2 separate regions of the Mus musculus genome follow, and region 2 is linked to region 1. Evidence: chromatin contacts called from public Hi-C data. All regions are on one chromosome and are shown on one strand. Each heading gives the region's core, a stretch centred on a gene start, on an enhancer-like site or on the middle of the called end of the contact. The rest is flanking DNA. Distances are from core to core; before and after follow the strand shown. Region 1 holds the start of Itga1 (integrin alpha 1). Region 2 overlaps Gm41075 (a long non-coding RNA gene).

Region 1 (3,147 bases), core at 451-2,950:
GAATATGGAAGTTTCGTTTGCACACTGACTGAATGGTTGGTAAAATGGGGAGGAAAAAAAAAAAAGATACAGCTTGAGTAATTAGTAAACAATTCCGATTTTGCAAAACATCAAGATACAATCTCTGAAAGTTAGGGTTGGAAGGGACTCACAAGCCAAGCTTGCATCAAGGGTCAATGCAGGAGCCGGTAGGTTAAAACCACTCCTTGGCCTAGAATGCTGTTTAGAAGTCACCACTGTTTGGATTCCTGGGCATTTCCTGAAGAGTGGGAAATGTTGGGATGAAAGCCCGTAGCTCGTTAACTGCCCACACCACTTTACTATGACAGAGGATGGGCTTATTAAAACTCCATTTGGAAGTGAATGTAAGGGTTCTCAGTGCTTAGCCGTCCACTGCAGGGTTAACTGGCCCTATGTAATAGTCCAATGTGAAATTAACTAGTTAGGCACGCCAACAGTGAAAACAATCAGGCAATTGAATATCATGTCCTGTTAAAGAAAGCTACTAATTGAAGAACTAAAGAAGTGATAAACTGTGCTTAAATCCTTTCACTTGGACACCAGCTCAGTTTCCCTCCCCAACTGGTAACTACAATAAAGGCTGTGAGCTTAGCTACTGTTAGGGAAATCGGAAATGTCCCCACATTTCTCTCAGTTGAATAGAACACTGCAGTATCTTTTAAGAAGGTACTGCACCTTCTTAAGAAACGCATTTGTATTTGAAAGACAGCACTGCGACATTTGGGTGCTAAACATTCAATTTCAAAATGTTCCGCCTCTTAGGAGCTAACGTAGAAACGTCATATTGGGACAAGAAGTAGATTTGTCTGGCATGCCTGTCTTTCCTTGTTCTTTGGCAGAGAAGGTCCTAAGTATTAAAAAGGAAGAAAATGCTATCAAGTTCACTTCTGAGCAACCCTAGGGCAGGAACTTTGCACACTAATCAGACGCCTCCGGTTACTCTCTCCCTTGCAATAATTCAAATGCCTAAAACACAACGCACAACTTAAAAACAACTTTAATTAGAAATGCCAGATGTACTTGGAAAGTTCTCAGCACCTCCTCCCTCACGCGGGCGCTACCTTCAGTCCTTTGAACTGACAGCTGTACCTGAGGTCCCCTCTGGTTTGCCCTTCTGCTATGTGTGTCACCCCTCACCAAAGCCCCAAGCCCCACCAGAGATGCTCAGGAAAGCAGGGTCGCTCACCGGTGAGAAGCCAGATGCAGGCTACAGTGACCTCTAGGCTAGCAGGACGCCTGGGGACCATTGCTGGAGTGGCTGCTGGAACCAGCGACGTACTGGTTCGTGGGCAGGAGCTGGCAGGAACAGGCAGAAGCCAGGCGCCGGCGACTTGCGCTCTGGGTCACTCGGTGCGGTCTCCGCGGGTGTCCGGCAGCGGCCCCAGCGGCTGCAGCGCCCTGGAGCGGTGGAAGAGTAATTTCCTGTGTTTTGGTCGAATGCTGCTAAGCCCGCTCCACGCTTCTCAGATCCCAGATGGATTGCCACATCTCCCGCCCCTTTGCGCTCAAGTCTCTGAAATCTCACTGGCAGCCACCCAGGCTCTGTCCGAGACATGGACAAATAAAGCCAACTTCGCGGGACCGTGTTTAGGCTAAAGTCCACAGGCAGCAGCAAAGCAAACCTTAAAGGGACATCTGCCTTTCACTGAGAGGGCGATCTTGCTTCACGAACCAAATCCCAAAGGTGGTTGGAAGGCGGGGCTGGACATTCAGGAGGGTGTCGCCAGTCTAGTAGCCCCGCCTTCGCACCCCAGGACTTCTCCCGGATCTGGGTAGAAAGGGTACTTTCAAAGTGCCCGGGCTTTTACTCCTTGCTGGGAGGCTGCTTTCCTGTGTCCAGCTGCGCAGAATGGATCAGACTCGCAAGGAAGTTAGCCCTTTTATGCTAGCGGACTCAGGAACTTGGCCTTGGAGCCTTCTCGCCTCCAGGCATCCTGGCCACCGGCAAGCTTCTCGGAGGGCTTTCCTTTAAGTTACAGAGAGCTTGCCTCTTTTAGAAGACTCCTGATTAAAGGCAGTTGTAGATAAAGGGTTTTGATGGGGAAATCACAGTAAGACAGCCAGGAAAAAGGGAGAAACTAGACTGGGGGTGGGGAAGGAAGAGTTAGGGAAAGGGGGTGGGGAGGAAGGCAGTCTCCCTTGAAATGGAATGTGGACTATTTTGTCTAAGCTAAATTAGGATGTTTGAACGTTGAGAACTTGCTCTAATAGAAGCCAAGGTATTGTTTTAGGTTTTGTTTAGTTTTCTCCTTCTCCTTCTCCTTCTCCTTCTCCTTCTCCTTCTCCTTCTCCTTCTCCTTCTCCTTCTCCTTCTCCTTCTCCTTCTCCTTCTCCTTCTCCTTCTCCTTCTCCTTCTCCTTCTCCTTCTCCTTCTCCTTCTCCTTCTCCTTCTCCTTCTCCTCCTCCTCCTCCTCCTCCTCCTCCTCCTCCTCCTCCTCCTCCTCCTCCCCCTTCTCCTCCTTCTCCTCCTGGCTTCCTGTGCCTGGTCACTCATGATCCCTTCTAGCTTCAACAAATATGTGTCATTTTCAAGTGGCTTAGCACTTTTGAGAATTTCAAAGAAGAGGAAGGAATGGATGAGTGGGGTTTGTGGTTAGAGCCCCTTGCAGAAATCAGTCCAAGTTAGCAAATACTGGGACATCCCTGTCCAGAGCAGGACAAAGTAGGAGAAGGGTGCCACCCAAAGGAGGACCCACTGTCTAGACTACAAGGCAGGGAGCATAGATAGGGACTGGGAGTGGGGAGGGCTGAAGAAGCACACAGGTATCACTAAGTAAACTGCCAAATAGAGAAATACAGAAGCGACAAGGGGAAAGGACAAATGTTAAAGAAGTCTGGTGGCACACGCCTTTAATCCCTGCACTTGGGAGGCAGAGGCAGGCGGATTTCTGAGTTCGAGGCCAGCCTGGTCTACAAAGTGAGTTCAAGGACAGCCAGAGCTATAGAGCTATATAGAGAAACCCTGTCTCAAAAAAACAAGAAGAAGAAGGAGGAGGAGGAGGAGGAGGAAGGAGGAGGAGGAGGAGGAGGAGGAGGAGGAGGAGGAGGAGGAGGAGGAGGAGAAGGAGAAGGAGAAGGAGAAGGAGAAGGAGAAGAAGAAGAAGAAGAAGAAGAAGAAGAAGAAGA
Region 2 (2,988 bases), core at 55-2,554, 35 kb after region 1:
TTTGTTATACTTGCAGACAGGAGTCTAGCATGGCTGTCTTCTCAGAGGCTAACTCACACAGCAGCTAGCTCTCACAGATGGAGACACATCCAAACAGTGGATGGAGCTTGGGGACGCTCATGGAAGAATAAAAGGAAGGATTGTCAACTCCACAGGAAGGCCAACAGTCAACTAACTCAGACCCTTGGGGCTCTCAGAGACTGAACCACCAACTAAAGAACAAACACAGGCTGGGCCTAGGCCTCCCTGCACACATGTAGCAGATGTGCAGCTTGGTCTTCATGTGGGTCCTGATCTAGTGGAGCAGGAGCTATCCCAAAGCTCTTGCCTGTTCCTGGGATATGTTTGTCTAGCTGAGCTGTCTTGTCTGGCCTCAGTGGGAGAGGATATGCCTAGGCTCACAGAGACTTGATGTGCCAGGGTAGGGGACACAAGGGGTCCCAATGCAACCCTCTGAGAAGATAAGGGGAAGAAGGGATAGGGGATGGACTATGGGAAGGGGTGACTTCGGGGGGGGGAGGGGGGCCAATGAGTGAATGTAAAGAGAACAAGCACAAAAAAATTGAATTAAATTTAATTTAAAAAAATGTGTGTTTCTCTTGGGTATAAGTTGTTGAGTATATGTTGCCCTGTCTGGGATGTAAAAAGCAATCAGAGAAGCAGCAAATAGAACTTTATTCTCTAGATATCATACATTAAAGACAATGTCTGTATAGAATATTATATCCATTAAATAAAGTAGAAAAACTGTACTAGTAGAAAATAAACTTATATATCAACAAGATGTAATCATAATTATTCTCACATGTCTATGATTAATTCAGCATCACAATAAATACTTCTGGGTTTCTCTGTTTCCATCTCTTTGCTCTTTGCTTGGATAGTCCTTAGTGCTTATGAGTTGATACGTGGGTATAATGCCAAAAGTGTAGGAGAAATATTTAGAGGAAAAAATTTAACTGATTAAGACATTTGTTTTGTCTATTGGCTTAATGTTCAGAGAATTGTAAAAACAAAACAAAACAAAACAAAACCATACAACTCAGTTTTATGGTGGGAAACAGACCGTACAAGGGACCACGTCACGAGCAAATTATGTTTCTCCATTTACAATATCAGAAGAGTCTTCAGGGTGCTAGAATAGGTGCTTCCTAGCCCTATGCATCTCAATTTTTGAAGTATAAACAAGATGTGTGTTACCAGATGGAAAAAAATTCTGTTAAAACCAAAAGCAAAACCAAAACTTGCACTGGAACACTTTCTCATCATTCAAATCAAGGGAAATAAACATTGGAGAGGAAGTGAAAGAGCTTGAATGCAAGGAAATTTTCTTCCTACAACAGAGCTCCGAAGACTTATCTAACTTCCTACTAACCATGAAAGAATGCTTTCTACTCTGTCATATGAATTTATGTCAGTCTCTATTATATATTAGTGCATGTGTCTGGGGGATATAGTAAGGAACAAGGAAAAGAAAATTCATTTTTAAAATGAAACTTTGATTTTCATCAAAGTGGAGAGAAATAGGAAATTAACAAAAGGTGGAAAGTAACATGACGCCTCTTATCTTTGCCAGTCTAGGTTACTGTAAAAAAATGTTATTTCAAAAACAATGTATTGTAGAATTCATTTAATCCCAACCTGAGGTTTCTACCCTGCCTTTGACCATTCAGTTCCTAGACAAAAGGCACACAACTTTTATTATTTATAATAAAATAATCATAATAAAATAATTAAACAGTACAAGAACTGGGCAGATATCTACCCTCTATTTGATTGTCTCTATGTTATTAGAATCTACTTTCCTATCGATAATCTCAAGTTATTACTTACTATATTTCATTTGGGTTGCTCTTAACTCCAATTGGGCAGCTCTCAGGGCCATGTTTTCTTGATTTCTAACCCATGTTATCTCTCTCTCTCTCCCCCTACATCTTCTTCTGCCACTCATTGTTCTCCTCTGACCCCCAAGCCTGGGAACCCTAACCCCTGCCTATGCCTCTTCTCCCCAGCTATTGGCGGTCAGCATTGTTATTTACCAATCATAAATAATTTGGGGGCAAGTTCACATAGTGTCACTTTGGTCTACCAGTAGACTCTCTTGTCTCTGGGCAACCAGGTTCTGAGGAACCAGTATTAGCACTAGAATATAAGCAGCATCAGGCCAAGCCACTAAGCAATGTTTCTTACAGTTTTGACCATTGAGAATACCAAGAACATGGAGCCAGCAGATCCAGTTTCTGATGGATCTTTTTCTGGATTGCAAATAACTGTCTTGGTTTTATCCTCATTTACCACAGTGGTGCTAGGGAGAAAGGGTCCCATTGCTCTACCTCTTTTTATATGGCTGCTTATCACGCTATGAGAAACCCACCCTCGTGAGTGATTAAAATACTAGCTATACCCACCCTCTCCCAACCCAACTTCCCTTTGCCCCAATATTAGAAGTTGTGCATTCAACATAAGGCTTCCCTGGAGAGGCGTAGTCTATGGTAGTCTATGACATCCCTGTGTTCTAGAAAGCAAGGGTAAGATGGTTGTAGCAGAAGAGCAAAGCATCCGTGGCATGGTTAGAAAACTGTCCTATGTGAAGTGAGGAGACAGTAGCAGAGCCAGGCAGGAGATGTGATCAGACTTTGTAGAAGCTTGTAGTTCATGTACAGGGCTTGTATTTCATTCTGAGATGTAAGCCAGTGGAGGATTTTTAGCAAAGGCACGACGGAATCATCTGACTGAGCATCATGGAGTCATCCTGTGGTCTTTCAAAGCAGACTACAACACGGCAAGGACGGAAGCAAAACAGGTGATGAGAAAACAATTGCGAGGCTCCCAGTGTGGCATGACAGTAGGTTAGATTGATGTGAAGTTGAGGAAGGGTTGTTGAGTTTTGATTGTTTCTTTCGCATACAGTTGGCACTTTTGATGGTGGGAGAATAGAAATAGAATTGTCAAGTGTGACTTCAAAGTCAAACACTTCCTCACATAGCA

Evidence for each region. Hi-C and Micro-C count contacts between places; a contact is called where the count stands out from the background.
Region 2: a Hi-C map of bone marrow-derived macrophages shows a contact between it and region 1, with 2.4 times the contacts expected there. The contact joins the enhancer-like site here to the promoter of Itga1 in region 1. A contact is called at or near these places in 3 of 39 promoter capture datasets (embryonic stem cells, pre-B cells and stem cell-derived epiblast-like cells), 6 of 484 Hi-C or Micro-C datasets (bone marrow-derived macrophages, cerebral cortex, liver and 3 more), 4 of 115 datasets of contacts at active chromatin or transcription factors (CD8 T cells, bone marrow-derived macrophages, kidney and 1 more) and 1 of 9 other capture datasets (adipose tissue).

What each region holds. Positions count from the first base shown.
Region 1 is chr13:115,100,264-115,103,410 of GRCm38.p6, forward strand. Itga1 (integrin alpha 1) reads right to left here and starts at 1,701. Exons shown (of 29, transcript NM_001033228.3): 1 at 1,208-1,701. The coding sequence starts at 1,268.
Region 2 is chr13:115,135,682-115,138,669 of GRCm38.p6, forward strand. It overlaps Gm41075 (a long non-coding RNA gene), which reads left to right. Exons shown (of 3, transcript XR_001780853.2): 3 at 17-157. Among named protein-coding and RNA genes, the nearest start is that of Gm25985, 21 kb to the left of the region's middle. Within about 2 kb of position 1,305, at least 10 of the 459 cell types and tissues checked have an H3K27ac peak or open chromatin away from gene starts, as enhancers often do. A contact at or near this core is called in bone marrow-derived macrophages, where this site is marked.